Linked DNA regions of Mus musculus: region 2 is linked to region 1. A link is a contact called in public HiChIP or PLAC-seq data. All regions are on one chromosome and are shown on one strand. Each heading gives the region's core, a stretch centred on a gene start, on an enhancer-like site or on the middle of the called end of the contact. The rest is flanking DNA. Distances are from core to core; before and after follow the strand shown. Region 1 has its middle 53 kb from the start of Armc3. Region 2 holds the start of 4930447M23Rik (RIKEN cDNA 4930447M23 gene).

Evidence for each region. HiChIP or PLAC-seq counts read pairs in DNA pulled down with a chosen protein or histone mark.
Region 2: a contact with region 1 is called in an H3K27ac HiChIP or PLAC-seq map of bone marrow-derived dendritic cells, with 2.4 times the contacts expected there. The contact joins the promoter of 4930447M23Rik here to the enhancer-like site in region 1. A contact is called at or near these places in 8 of 484 Hi-C or Micro-C datasets (CD4 T cells, CD8 T cells, conventional dendritic cells and 4 more) and 2 of 115 datasets of contacts at active chromatin or transcription factors (bone marrow-derived dendritic cells and bone marrow-derived macrophages).

The regions. Positions count from the first base shown.
Region 1 is chr2:19,142,528-19,150,099 of GRCm38.p6, forward strand. No RefSeq gene overlaps it. Among named protein-coding and RNA genes, the nearest start is that of Armc3, 53 kb to the right of the region's middle. Within about 2 kb of position 3,059, at least 100 of the 459 cell types and tissues checked have an H3K27ac peak or open chromatin away from gene starts, as enhancers often do. A contact at or near this core is called in CD8 T cells, bone marrow-derived dendritic cells, bone marrow-derived macrophages and 1 more, where this site is marked.
Region 2 is chr2:19,339,642-19,347,213 of GRCm38.p6, forward strand. It overlaps 4930447M23Rik (RIKEN cDNA 4930447M23 gene), which reads left to right and starts at 4,676. Exons shown (of 4, transcript NR_126563.1): 1 at 4,676-5,478.

The DNA of each region.
Region 1 (7,572 bases), core at 1,809-4,308:
ATCCACTCTAAGGAAGTGACCTTGATGAGCTGTTTTTAGTGGCCAAAGACATTTAAGAAAATAAATAGCAAACTCAATTTTGTTTTTTGTGTTGCTGTGACTAAAGATAACTTCCCTACTCAGCCTAGTACACTAACTTGCACACCCTTGTCTATGTAAGAGGCTTCTGGGGAAATCCAGACTAAGAAAGGAGAGGGAGGGTGATCAGTAAGAGGGAGATCAAGTGTCCAGACATGAAGGGAGGTGACAGCAGAGACTCTAGTGCCTGAGAAACACCCGAGAGGGCACCGTGCTTCCCCAAGGACAGATTGCTCTGGGCTGGAGCCAATTTATTTTCATTTTAAAAGGTCAAGATGACCTCAGCTGACATCTATGAAATAAATAACACTTAAAAAAAAATAACACAAAGTTCAATTGGGTTTTTGGCCACTGGAGACTCTTTGACTTTGAACAATTGAGACATACATACATACAGACACACACACACACGCAAGCCCACACACATGTGCACAAAAATTAAAAGACCACAAAACATTCTCCTTCAAACAGATGAAACAAAAACCTAGAGCAGGTGACAGTGCCTTTTGTCTGTAAGGGAGAAGCAGAAAATCAGAGGAACCCAGTGACACCTCTACCAGCTTGAGACAATGTGGGGGAGGTGCTGTAATCCTTAGGAACATCCCAGAATGCCTTACTCTTATCTAACTATAAGTACCCACTGATCCCCCTGTACTGGCTCGTGTTGACTGTCCACCAGATAGGACCTGGAATTACCTGGAAGACAAGAGTCTAGACAAGAAGTATTGATTATATTCATGAGGTTAATTGAGGTCAGAAGACCCAGCCTGAAGATGGGTAACAATATATCCTGGGCTGAGGTCCTGGACTGCATCAACAGGAGAAAGCAAGCTGAGCACAAGAGCTCACCACTCTCTGCTTCCTGGTGGAGGATACAAAGTTCAAGGTGGGTCCAAGGTGGGAAGCTTACCTTCTCCACCATGATGGACTGCATCTTTAAACTAAGAGCAACATCAGCTTGCCCTTCCTTAAGTTGCCTTTTTTCAGGGTACTTGTCACAGCAAGGGGAAAGGTAACTAAGGTAACCCCTTCCATCCCATACCCCTCAGCTTCTGGTAACCACTGTTTTATAGTTAATCCATTTGAGATCAACTGTTTTTATATTCCTCACATGAGTGAGATCATGCAGCACCTGTCTTTCTGTCTGGCTTATTTCACTTAACATAATTGCCTCCAGTTTTACTCTACAATATGACAGGACTTCACTTTAATGGCTGAGTAGTGTTCCATGGTATGCATGAGACATATTTTCTTTATCTATTCATCAGTTAATGGGAACAGGTTTATTATCACACTGATCACACACACACACACACGCACACGCACACACACACACACACAGATGATTGTTTTAGCTCCTTGGCAGTGAATTAAAGAGAACTTGAATGGACATGCTGTGAATCTATATTGTGAAATACTGTAATATCATATGTGAGCTTTAGAAACACTGGCGTGACCTTTGAGGTCTAGGATTTATCATGGTAGTACAGTGATGGCCTTCAATATTCGGCAAATGTCAGGTTAGGTTAGCACCAGGGTTTTTCTGAATCCTAGCCTATGAAGATTGAAATTGCTTGGACTTCTGGTTTTTGTCGTTTAATGTTTGGTCTCTAATTAGACAGAAGTGATTAACATATCTCTGTAAACCTTTCTTTCCTTAATCTGATCCTTTTACATGAAGAATCCTTGTATGGAAAAGATCTTCACATTAGGGCTTTTTTTTTTTTTCTTTTTTTTTTTTTTTTGGTCTGTCCTTAGAATGTCCTCTTCTATCTCCATGTGAATCTCATCATATAAGGATTAAAGCAATTAATTAGCCAATTCGTGAGTGATTCCTTCTGACAAGCTAGCCACCTTCCTTTAGCAAAAGTACAAGAAGAGCAATTTAGAGGACAAGCATTAAATTCACTAATTAAATTAAATACAAAACCAAAGCCTTCTGGGGATCATATTTCTTTGGCAAAGCAAATAGGCATTGCATAATTAATACTTAGATTGCACTCATTTATTTAATTATAGAGCCTGACTTTAAGGGTACATTCATAAAACAACATTAAATACCAAATGGATTTGTATATTAGAACCTGAACATTTCTATTAGATTTTCAGGTAGCGATTTCCTTGTGGAAATCTATGAAGATTTTTTTCTCCAAAGTCATAAGATTTTGCCTCTATCTTTCTAAATCTCAGAAGAGCAATGTACTGAATGTACCACACATACTAATATCCTGGCTGAGCTGCTGGTGTGACAGGAATGTCATTTGCCACTTCTGATAGATGTCATCACACAGAAGGATGGTGATGGCAGTCTTCCCTTGGCAGTGAAAGCATCCTTGGGTCTGGTACTCCATCAAACTGATCGGGGTTAGTAGGGCTTGAACCCACGGCAGGATTCTGCCTCAGAAGCAGTTTCCTGCCAAATTCCTATGAAATCAGAAACCCATTCTGCTTGGTCCACCTTCATGCGCAACAAAAGCAGTGAATGGTTAACTCTGCAAGTGGGTGTTGATTAAAGATAGCCTGAACTTTTGTTCTAACAAATCCATCATAAGTACAAAAAAGTACCTTATGATGAAAATTTCTGTAATTCCAAATCTTAGCCTGGCTCAGATCGAATGTGCTCAGAGAACTTACAACAGTCAGCCACACTTGGAAAACATCATCTACTACAAAGGCTACTTCATGATAAAGTGTTGACAACCTTCTGTAAACCCTTGATGGATGGCCTCAATAAGAGCAAGAACAGAGTGGCAGCTGGGGTACATTTTATCACCATCCTCAAGTTGAAAACTCACCAGAGGGCCCATCCTCTGCTAGGGATCAGGTGTACGTGGTCTGAAAGTCAGGATGGGGACCTGAACTGGGGCTAAGAATTTCAGAGTAAAGATTTCCCAAAATGGGGAAGTGAAGGGCTATGACAGTATGTTAGGTGCTGGCTGGGGACTGGTGGAGTGGGAGAAGGAAGAGGATGTGACAGATTCAGTTATGACTTTGCAGAGAAGGAGATCTTAGAGGGGCTCCCCACAGAAACCACTGGAAGGGAGCTGCTGCTGCCACTGCCGCCACTACTGTTGTCTGCAGGGTTAAAGTTCAGGGAGGCTGGGGCTACAAGGAAGAAGAAAAGGAAGTTAGTGTGAGCACAATATGAGAAAGAAGAGTAAGGCCAAGCTAGCCTGCAAGCTTGCTTAGGTGTGCATCGGAGTACCCCCAAAGAGCATCTCTTTCTGTCTTGGAGAACAGAAACAGGAGGGTGTGGCCCCCCCCCCCCCCCATGCAGGGAGCAAAGCATAGGTCAGCTTGCACAGTAGTGACAAACCTTCTTAGTCAGTTTGGACAGGTGTGAGCTTAAACTGGGATAGAACTTAGATTGTAAAGCCAAATTTAGAATCAGAGAAACAATGGCTCAGACAAACAGCAACAGGGACACTCTGTACTGGAGCTGGGACAGGGGACTGTAGGGCTCTGACAGCAGCAAGAGCTGCCCTAGACAATGCAGCCACTGTAATGGTATGACAGCGACCTGGCTAAGCTCCAGCCACCAGTGGCCTTTGCATCAAAGTCTGGAAATTAGGGAGAAAAAAAATTTAAATGTAAATCAACAAGAGTGGACAGAAAAACAAGAGAAACTGAAACCAAACTGAAAACCCGAATATCCTTTTAATTTGAATTGCACAGTGGTGGAATAAAATGTAATGTTGGAGAATCCAGAAACAAAATTGCTACACATCTCTCAGTGATGGGGATGTATCTGAGAAGCCACCTCGAGGCAGTTTCATCACTGTGTAAGTCACTGTTCTGTTACAATAACAAACATCTGAGCTGGCCAACAGATAAGAATAGACTAGCTTCCTCAGTTTTGTAGGTTCCAGCCAGTCCATAACTCACGGACCTAATTGTTTCAGGGGCTGTGGTGAGCCAGCACGTTGATGCAGGAGAGCATGGTGAAGCAAAACCATTTGCTTCCTGGCTAGGGAGGGGGGAAGATGGAAGTGGCTGCGGCTACACAATGCCCGTCTGGAGCACTGCTCTGTGGACAGAAATTCTATCCCGTCTCTTGAAGCCTCCACCTCCACTGCCACCTCCTAGCAGTGCCTTCTGGAGGCCAGGATTTCACGCACACGTTCAGGGGACACTTAAGGTTTATATGATAGCAAGCATATCACAGACTATATATAATTCCTTGAGCTAAGAGAACCGTTACATTAGCGGATATGTGATATGAACACATATGCTAGGATTTATACTCCCATGGTGAGACAAGTCTGCATTGCTGTGTGCCTTTCTTTGGGGACTATAGACTGTTAGGAGGCATACAGTTGACTCCATCACGGGTGAGGTTTTTTTTTTTCCAGAAAAGAGAAACCAAAAGGCATGCAGAGCAAGGGGACCTTAAGTGTTATCAAGGGTCTCTAGGTAATGTTGCTAAGCTCTGAGTTCTGCTGAGAGACAGGGAAAGAGGAGGCAAGATAAGGCTAACACTATGATCCTGAGGATGGACTGATGGGCCTGATTTTTTTCTATTAATTATTTTATTTATTTAGATCCAAAATGTTGCCCCCTCCTAGTTCCCCCTCACAGAGTTCTTTCCCCTATCCCTGACTGAGGCCAGACAAGGCAATCTGTTACATATGTGCCTGGGGCCTCAGACCTGTCCCTCTATGCTTTTTGGTTGGTGGCTCAGTCTCTGGGAGCTCCTAGGAGTCCAGGTTAGTTGACACTGTTGGTCTTTCTGTAGGATTGCTATTCCTTCAGTTCCTTTAGTCCTTCCCTTAACTCTTCCATAGGGGTCAAAGACCTCAGTCCAATGCTTGACTGTGAGTATCTGCATCTGTCTAAGTCAGCTGCTGGTAGAGCCCCTCAGAGGACAGCAGTGCTAGGCTCCTGTCTGTAAGTACAACATAGCATCAGTAGTAGTGTTAGGATTTTGTGCCACCCATGGAACAGATCCCTGCAAACCCTAAAAGATCATATGACTATTTATTCACTTAATTCGTTAATTTTTAAATTTTTAATTGTTTTATTATTTACATCCCAAATGTTGTCCCCTTTCCTGGTCCCCCTTCCCAGAGTTCTTCACAGAATCCCTTTTTCCCTTCTCCTCCACCCACCCCACCCCTATATCCCTCTTCCCTGGGGCATCAAATCTCTACAGGATTAGGTGAATTCTTTCCCACTGAGGCCAGACATATTAGCCAAAAGTACCTATGATACAACCCACAGACCATAAGAAGTTTAACAAGAAGGAAGGCTCAAGTGAGGATACTTTAATCCCACTTAGAAGATGGAACAAAATAATCACAGGAGACAGAGGAAGGGAGGGACCCAGGTGTGTAATTCTAATTTTTTCAAATCCTATTTTCAATGATGGTCCTTAAACACTTTAACCTCCCTTATGGCCCACTACTCACCAAAGGTAGTGGGAAAGAAAGGATATGGAGAAAGTGGATCTGTTTAGAAGGATTCTTTGGAGCAACTCCCATCTAAGTTGTCTGGAAATCAGCAGTTCAGTTCACAGGTTAACAGTGGCAGCTTGGTCTACTTGCAAACACCTCATGGATACAGCAGCAGTCCAGTTCAGTAGAGTTGGGTTAACAACAGCGATGACATGACCTAGCAGAGACAGCCAGGCTTCAGCTTTAGTTAGCAGGAGGGACCAGGAGGAACACCAGGAGAAGTTTTTGGCTGTGTCTCTCTCAGGGAAGTGAAGATCACTGAAGACTTGAGACCCTCAAGCGTTGCACATCTAGCTCTATAAGCAAGCCTAGCTCAGCCTCCTGCATTGTCCATTGAGTCCTATTTATACCCTGCAAACATCTCGAGCCCTCCATGTGTCTTGCCTCAGCAACTTCATCATATCAGCCAGAGTCTACATCGTCCCAACAAATGGAGCTCAACTATGCAATGTAAGGCAGACAAATACATGTGTGTTGTTGGCAAAGAATCCTTCATCGTGTGTCTTTTCACATGTTTGCTTTAGTAGAACATCCTCTCTCCTGTGTTGGTTTCAGTGAAGCATTCCTTCACAGTCTTTCACCTGTGTCTACTTCAGGAAAACACTCCTTTACATGTTTGCCCCAGCAAAACACCATCCAACACAACTGACTCTCCAAAGAACCATTAGGTTTCCACTTCACAAGTGAGAGAGAAGAGGGGAACGGGAGAGGAAAAGGGGGCCAGGATCAGGTATGGGGGAAGGGCCTAATGTTTTAATAGTCTGAAGAATGACCTCAGGCAGGAGGTTCTGAGTCAGGCAGGCAAGAGAAAGAAGCAGGGCTGAGAGGATTGTCAGCCTCAGTGAATGTGGAAATGAAGGTGGGAGTCAGACCCAGTGCACATGCTCACACGCATGGCTGGAGGAGGTGGGCATAGCAATGCATGTGAAAACCCGAATAGACTGAGCTACTGCTATGCGTGTATGCAAGTCCTGGAGGTACTGCTGGCAGTGCTGGGCAGGGGGCCAGATGCTGAGGCTGATGAGTGACAGGAAAGGAAATGACCATGAATCCCGTAAAAGACAGTGACAAAAGAAGTGGGAGAGCTGAAGAAGTAAGGGCTCTCCAGAAAGGAACAGAGGCCTTAGGCAGATGCAGATGCAGACACCACGAGCAGAGAGGACAGAGCTCTGGGTCCTCAGTCCAGAGACACAGGTAGGGATGCATAGAACACATGGGAAACAGCAAGAAGTGTCATGGAGAGGACCCTGCTCCTTCTGAGGCAAAACAGAAACAAAACTTGAGAACTGAGGAGGCTGGGAGACACAATTTCTTTTGAGGCGGAAAAGGGCCTGGGACGCAAACCCAGAAGCCCAGGGGTTGCTGTTATAAATACAGAAAAGGGCATCCCATAGACTGCAGGGATGGAAGAGGGAAATGCCTTCAATATCAGATAGGAAGATAGTCATGGAGACACAGGTCTGTCATCATAGCTACCCAAGAGGCTGAGGCAGGAGGATCTCAGATTCCAGGGCAGACTGGGCTACACAGTGAACCCAGGCCAACCTCAGTAAGTTAGTGAGATCCAGGCTCAAGATAAAAATTGCAAAGGGTTAGGACTGGAGCTTGGTGGTGGAGTATTTGCCTTCCATACCCTGACCCTGACTTTAGTCCTCAGTATCACCCACACAAAGTAAAACATAATAGAATGAAGCCAAGCAGACTGGTAACCATTAGTCTACCCAAACCAAGCCAAGAACAGAGCCTCACTTGGTAGGGGGTTCTATTGGAGGTTAATATGCCTAAACTAGTGTGGAAGTGCCAATTTATACAGTTTTATTATTTCTTTTCAAATATTCATGTTATAGCTTAAAAAGTTTGTATATTAAGTGTATTTGAGAGAGAGAAAGAGAGAACATTTATTGATGAATAGGCTTGCAGGGCTGGAGAAATAATTAAGTATTTAATTAAGTAGTTAGAAGCACTTGAGTTGTAAGGATGAGGGCCAGAGTTCAGATCCTAGCATCTGTCTAAAAAGCCAGGCATGGCTGTATGCATGCCT
Region 2 (7,572 bases), core at 3,426-5,925, 200 kb after region 1:
TGAAATATACTGCATAAGAGTTGATAACTTGGGAGCTATATAGTCATTTTACTGGTCAAGGTTCAGAAGTTAGCAGTAGAGTGTCTAGCATTCAGGAAACTTCTGTACTGTAAAACAAAACAAAACACTCAAAAAACCAAACCAGACAAACCAAAACCAAACCAAACCAAGCCAACAAACAATAAAACCCCCCAAAAAAACAAACCAAAACCAAACAAAGACGCCAAACAAACCAAAACAAACCCAACAGAACCCCCCCCCAAAACCAAAAAACAACAACCAAAAAAAAAAAAAAAAAAACCCAAAAACCTTGTTGAAGTGTCTTTCTGGAGAGTCTAATTTGCTCAGGGATTCTCCTGTCCTTGGCAGAGAGAGACCTATCTGTGTTCCCCCAAACACTAGGGCCAGGCCGCAGGGCTGCTGTTTCCTGAAGAATCTGGCTCTCCCTTCCCCACGTTGGGCAGCTCTGCAGGTCATGCCTCTCCTTTGCAAGGGCAGTTCATGGACTCTGAGAAAATATCCAGCTGCAACCAAGAAATTGGAAGGCCTCAGAAAGTGAAAAGCAAACTTTTCAAGACTCTCTTGGCTCCTTTTTCTACTCTACGAGAAGAGGTTTATGTTTGGGATATTTGATAGCAGTTTGGACCTAGTTAACACATCTCTCCCACCACAAATCACGACTTTGCATTCTTAAATGACATCGACCAAATAAACTTCAGGAGAGAAAGGCTTTTGTTGAAATGTAAAATAGCAAAGGAGAAACCAGATATAACACACAAGGGGACGATAGTCCAGAACTGGTCTAAGATCCTGGAAGCCTGCCCCTGTTCCTCTTGCCACAAAAACATAGTGGAATACGAATAATGACACTTGGCCTTCACAACCACTCCGGTCCAGTTAAACCAGACTTCAGAAACTTGCTGGCAGTCAGCAGCCTGTAATACAAGGAAGACGCTTTCCTTGGGATCCAAGTGCAAGTGCTTATAGACCCAGAGCCTTAGATGGGTTAAGCCAGCCACACTCTTCGTCAATTGTTACAGTCCACATGGAGAAAATAGTATTAGAAGAACCAAGTTTCTAGAAAAGAACAAGCCACTCTCCTGAACTAGTTTGAGTGTCTTAAGTGCCCTCAGCGTGCTATGCAAAGTAGAGACAATGTCATTGATATTTGCAGCGCTGGGGAGCAGAGGGCCTTGCGCATGCACAGTATGTAGGCTAGCAGCAAGGGCTAGGGCAGCTCTACAAAGCAAAAAAGATACAAGAACCTTCTAATTTACTTTTTCTTTTCTCTTCTCTTCTCTTCTCTTCTCTTCTCTTCTCTTCTCTTCTCTTCTCTTCTCTTCTCTTCTCTTCCCTCCCCTTCCCTTCCCTCCTCTCCTCTCCTCTCCTCTCCTCTCCTCTCCTCTCCTCTCCTCTCCTCTTCTTTTCTTTTCTTTCTTTGGGTGACTTAATTTCTTTCAGTAAGTTTTCTGGTCTTCTCCTCATGCTGTCAACCCATCCTATCTCTTCAAGGGCTTCTGGGTAACCACTGATGAGCGGAGAGCTAAGGAGCTTGCAAGATCACCAGTAGAGCTGTGCTGGCACCTGGCTGACGAGGTTTGGTCTTTTGCTGTGTATTATAATGCTAAGTGCGGGTACCCAAGACCTGGTTGCCCCAGAGACAAGAGAGTCTGCACTAGGCCTAAGTGACACAGTGAGCCTGCCCGTAAGTTATTTTTGATTAGTGAATAAAGGCGCAGCCAGCCAATAACTGGGCAGGTGAGACACAGGCGGAGTTTAGAGTTCCCTGGTTTGGGATCAGAAGAGAACCACAAGATGGGAAGAAGGTGAGGAAGAAGAGAAAGATGCCATGGTTTAGGAGTCAAGACAACGTGGCCCTAAGGGATAGTCGGTTGGAGTTAAGAATAACTCAGATAAAACATAGTAAGTAACAACTCACAGTTCTCAATAGGAAATAGATTTTAGTAGCATAGAGGGTTGATCCTGCCCAGCTCTTGTGCTGTTTAAGGATTATTGTAAATATAAAGGTTGTGCTTGTGTGTTTTATCCAGGAAATGAGTGATCAAGGTGGGGTAGAAACATTGACTTGGGATTAAACATTTCTACACTGCCTGGCTTTCCTTGTTGTTGTTTGTCTTTTAAAGGAATGCAGCCCTGTGGTTCCAGCTTCACTGACCATGCCTTCTATGTATCTTCTGGCATTTCTTCTAACTCCAAGTTTCTATAAATTTCATATTTTACAGATCATCAGATTTCATACTGACTGCTTTGCTGGGACAGGCAGGCAGGCTGTTCTAGAACACTCTATGTGTTCTAGAAAAGCTGTGAAGAGCCAGGGACATTGAGACCCCTGTACAATCAATACAGGCTCCCTGGCAAGTTCATAAAACTCTGAGAAAACTGCAGATTCCCAGCATGCAAAGTTCTCAGAGATTCCTCAAAAGGGAGACAAAGAACTTAACTGGTTGGCCAGGGATTTCAGGCAGGAGGCTGCTCCTTCCCTTCCTCAGCTCCATCACCTCATTGAGAAAGTCCTCTGATCCCAAAAGCCCAGCAGGAAATGCTCCATTCTCTCCTGATAGAAAACAGTGGTTCCCAGTAAGCGGTGGGATTTTAAAATGGCTTCCGTGACTGTCTTTCTTTTGTGATCTTCTGTGTGTTCTATAGGAAATAATAGTTCTTTATATTTAGTAGAAAATTGAACATTTTTCTGAGTACTTTTACTACTTCTTTTGGAAATATATTTTCGTGAGAATATTTATATTGTTCATACATGTGATAGGTTTATTATTATCATCTTGAATGATTAGTAATTATCTGTGAGCTGTAGAGCAGTCTAGAGCACTTACCTAGAATGCAAAGAGCCTTGGGTTTGATTCTTAGCACTGCCAATTTGTTGTTGTTGTTGAGACAGTGTCTTTTATTAAACTTAGGTCTTGTCCATTTGGCTAGGCTGGCTAGCCATTAAGCTCCAGTTGCCCATCTGCCTCTGCCTTCCTAGGCCCTAGTCTGGGATTAAGGCTGTACATGGCTGCATTCTAGATTTGTGAAGATGCTGTGAACCTGAAGGATCTGAACCCAGGTCCTTGTGCTTGCATGGAAGGCACTTTATTGACTGAGCCTCCTCCCCCGGCCTGACAATCTTTTAATGTAAAGTTTCAATATTGGGACTTCCCTGTTTTAATTTTATAATATAGGAAATAAAGACAGATAAAAGCTACAGAGGCAACCCGAGGCAATTTCTCAGGTAAAAATCTTCACTTAGTAGGTAAATGGTCAGAACAGGCATTAGGACCTCCATTTGCATCTCTATAAGTCCTGTAAAAAGTTGGGTGTGCAGAGTATCTGCCTGAATGCTAGGGCAAGGAGACAAGAGTCCCTGGAACTTTCTTGGTCAGTTGGTCAAGCCAATCTATATGCACTAGGTTCAGTGAGAGACCATGTTTCAAACTACAAGGTGAAGAGTGAGGGACAAAGATACTGATGTAGGTCTCTGTACACACACACACCACCAGCCCATTCACCTGCTCACCCATCTGCTCACCCACATACATACACACACACTTATGGGACACACTTTGCTGTCACACTTTGCTGTCAAGTAGAAAACATAGCCTTCATCTCAAAGAGAAGAGATAGTTTATTTTGGAGACAAATATGAGTAACCATGGCCTGGGAACACCGATTTAGGTTACTTTAGATTCCATGTTGCAATATGACAGCAGATTCATGAAGTTTTTTTATAGTAACACAACAAAAGAAAGTCATAACTCAAGACATTTTTCATGAATTAGGTACTTACCGAAAAGTGGGACATTTCTGCTATAGGCTTCAAATGCTATAGGTTTCAAATGGTATCTGCTGAGCCTCATGGCTTCTGAATCAGTGGAAGCCAGAGACCTGATAGCACATTCTAAAATGATTTACCTAATAGTTACAGGATGTTTTCAGAACAGGCAAAAAAATTGACTATTTAGGGCACCAAAGTAGTCCAAGATAATTTGCCTCAGGGCTTAAAACACTCCAATCACAGTAGTCTGTTGTAACTAATTAATCATTTCTGTAAAAAAGGTCAATGGAGATTGTAGGTTTTTTTCTGAGAAACTTGGTTAAAACACACACACACTATACAGGGGTCCTAATGTCAAGATATTTAAGAACTCCATTCATGGATGACAAAGAGGTATTTGGAAATAGATTCTTAAATTTGGGCTCACTGGACAGACATGAATTTTAGTCAAGCTACAGGCTCTGCAGTTGCAAGATCTGGGCTCAGAAGTCAGCCTTTGCTGCTTGCGAAGTGTCTTTGGGTGAGTCACTTCACCTCTGTGACAGAGATAATTCCAGTTCCTTCCCCATGCCACTTGAATGTTAGAGGTTACATCTCTACCCCAAATACAGGAAGAGCTTGCAAAATATTACCCATTCTTGTTGGACTGACATATTTTTAAATGGAAAACAAAAACCAACCACTTACTTCCTTTTCCATTATCTCAAAGTTTTACATAATCAGTAATAAAATGTGATCGTGAAGCAGCTGGGAGTCATTACTACCAGGCCCACCTTCTCTTGCCTCATGGCCTGCTGACGTCAAAATGAGGCCTTGTTTGCCAGGAGGATGGATGTTCATGGTCAAGGCAAGTTGTGACTTTAAAGTGACAACAAAGAAAGGGTAAGTTTGCAGGCTGGCAAACAGGCTGGGAAAGCCCTTGAGAGACTCAGACAGCTCACGCCATACTTCAGACTTCATAGACCTGGGAGACATCCAGCTTTCTCCCCCAGAGAAGCCGCAGCCTGGTCCCTTCCCCTGCCACACCATCTGGTCCACAGAAACACCAGACTTCCGTGTCTCTCGGCCCTATAAAAAGCGACATTCCTTTTCCTGTCTCCTCTCCACCCGTCCCTCCCACCCACCCGGCTCTCCTCTCTCCTTGCCTTTGGTCTTCCTGTCTTATCCCTTCTCTCCTGCCAATCACTCCCTTTCTTCTCAACACTCCTCCTACATCTCCCCTCTGTGCACTTGCAGTGCTATTCTTTATCTAACCATGAAAACATCCTCGAAGGGCTTCTAGAACATTCGTATGTCTGGAGGAGTTAGAGTCCTCCAGCGCTGGGGTTGGCAATTCTGCCTCCTTAGCGTCCAGGATAGACGAAGCATTTATTCCGAGGCTTTGTGCGCCCTCTTGTGGTTTCTCCGTCATGCCAACTCCCGCAGACAATGGCTGCTTTGTCCAGAAGAGATGATGATTTAGATGACAACCTGGCTTAAACCTCAGAAACCTTCAATCTCTCCTTCTTCAAACAGTTTTTATTAGAAGGATGGCTGTGAAAAATGAAGCCCTTATGCACAAAGCCACCGCGTTTCACTGCGATGTTCACCTGGCCTATGAAGATCTCCGGACACAAAACCAGGCAACAAAATCAGGATGCAACAAGATGGAGGGGCAAAGCACAGAAGCGGAGTGGGCCCTGCCGTAGGTGAGGGTTGCCATCCTCTTACACCTGCCGCTTCATGCTTGAGCTCAGGTTAGAACACTTGTGAGATGATTTCTCTATTCTAAATCTGACAGTAATCCCTCGCGGGGGGGGGGGGCGGGGGGGGGAAGATGCACCTGGCCAGACTGCTAGGCTGGCTCAGAAGGTCCCAGAATGACTATAGGCAGTTTTTGGCTCCTATGATTGCTGGACATCTCTCCCCATCCCTTTCTCCTCCCCTTCTCCCTCCCCTCTCTCTCCCTTTCCTTTCCTCCCTCTCCTCCTCTTCCTCTTCGTCCTGCTCCCCACTCATCTCTCCCTCTTTTTCTGATCTTCTTCAACAGGATCCCACTATACAGCCCAGGCTGGCCTCAAACTCACAATCCTGCCACCCCCTTCGATTAGTGAGAATGCAAGCCTGTGCCACAGTGGCCTGTCTGTTCCAGCTGAGACCTGTTCTGTACAGTCAGCTCAGAGTGCAAACACACGCTTTAACTCATGACTTCCAAAGTCAGGTTGCCATGACCTAGAACTCTGGAAAACAGCATCATGACATCACAAAAACGAGTGCTGGCTGGGGGAAAGCAGTATGTCCTGGTATCAAGAGCTTACGCAGTCCTGCAAGGGCAGGTTATACAGATGGGAGCATTGCATGAGCTAGTGGAACACCTCCATCCATAACTGCCTGCTTGTGAGAGACCGGGGGGAGGGGGGGGGGAGATCCCACCTGGGTTTCAGGCTCAACATCAGGGTAAGGCAGGAATAGTAGTTTCACAAGTACAGGATTGAGGGTCAGAATGCCAGGTCATAAAGATATGACTACTTTGTTCTGGCAGGTTCATGTAGGCAGTAGGTATGCCTTGGTCTTCTTTGATCCATACTGATTCTTAAATTGCTCAAATCTGAGGACCTTAGGTTTCCCAGTGACAGCAGAAGGACTAAAGGGAACTTTGGCATGTCCCCAGAAAGGGCACTTTTCCATGTCTGTCCAGAAAGAAATGGAGCCAATGTGGAGAAGTCAGTGGAGACTGCTCCAGGCATGGGGTAGGGCCAGATCAAGTGATCAGGGGCTGCAGCATCCGGGGATCAAAAGTTTTCTTGGAAATTGTGTGACTTACTAACAGAAGAGAGTACGAGGCCAGAGAGAAGCCTAGCAGGCTGGGTAAAGAAAAGGTTGTCATTGAGGCAAGAGCCCTGAAAGACCAATCAAGGGTGTGACACCAACATTTAGTTTGTAATTGCACATCTGGCTTCAAGACTCCTGTCACAGTTTTATAGGGATCACTGGGAAACACGGACATGAGCATGCACTGAAAACAGAGCTGGGGGAGGGTGGGGCACAGGGTGTCCAGGGTCTGGCAGAGCACATGGAAGCAAACGGTAGGCTGGATGTCTGAGCACTGAGATGCTAATATCTGGAGCATCAAACCTGGGGTTAAGAAGCAAGGTGACCTACAATGTCTGCTTGTTTGTCTCTGATGTGCCTTACCATTATGGTGGCAATGAGTCTTGGAGAGAGCCCTGACTGGGCATCTCTCTGGGAAATTGGCCACCAACTGCCCAGTTTATTAATTATATAATTGTAATTCATCAAACAATTGCTGAGATCATTTACTAAGGCCAATGGGGTATGTTTTCCCCAGAACAGCAAGCTACCGAAAGAGAATAGAGACCCTTCCAAGTATGTACTTGTGTGGCAGAGCATTGCTTAGCGTGTGCAAGGCTGTAGCTCCCTGCCCATGTACCATACACATCCTGTATCAAAAGCACAGAGCCACATGACTAGTCCGCAGCACTGCAAGCAAACAAAGAATCTTAAAAGTTATAAAATTGTAAAATTTACCAGTTTGCTAGATATTTGCCAAACACATATTGTATAGAAGATTGTATGTGCTACTTGTATGCAGACATTATGTATTTTTGTCTTACATAAGTGAGAAAATTTGCTGCAAATTTCTCTTTCATTTGTGTTTTAGAGAGCTTTTCGTATCAGGATATATATATCTGCCACCATTTTCAACTCTGCAAAAGATAACATAGTATAATATTTTATTAATTTATCTTTTTAAAAAGTTTTTATTAGCAGATATTAACTAT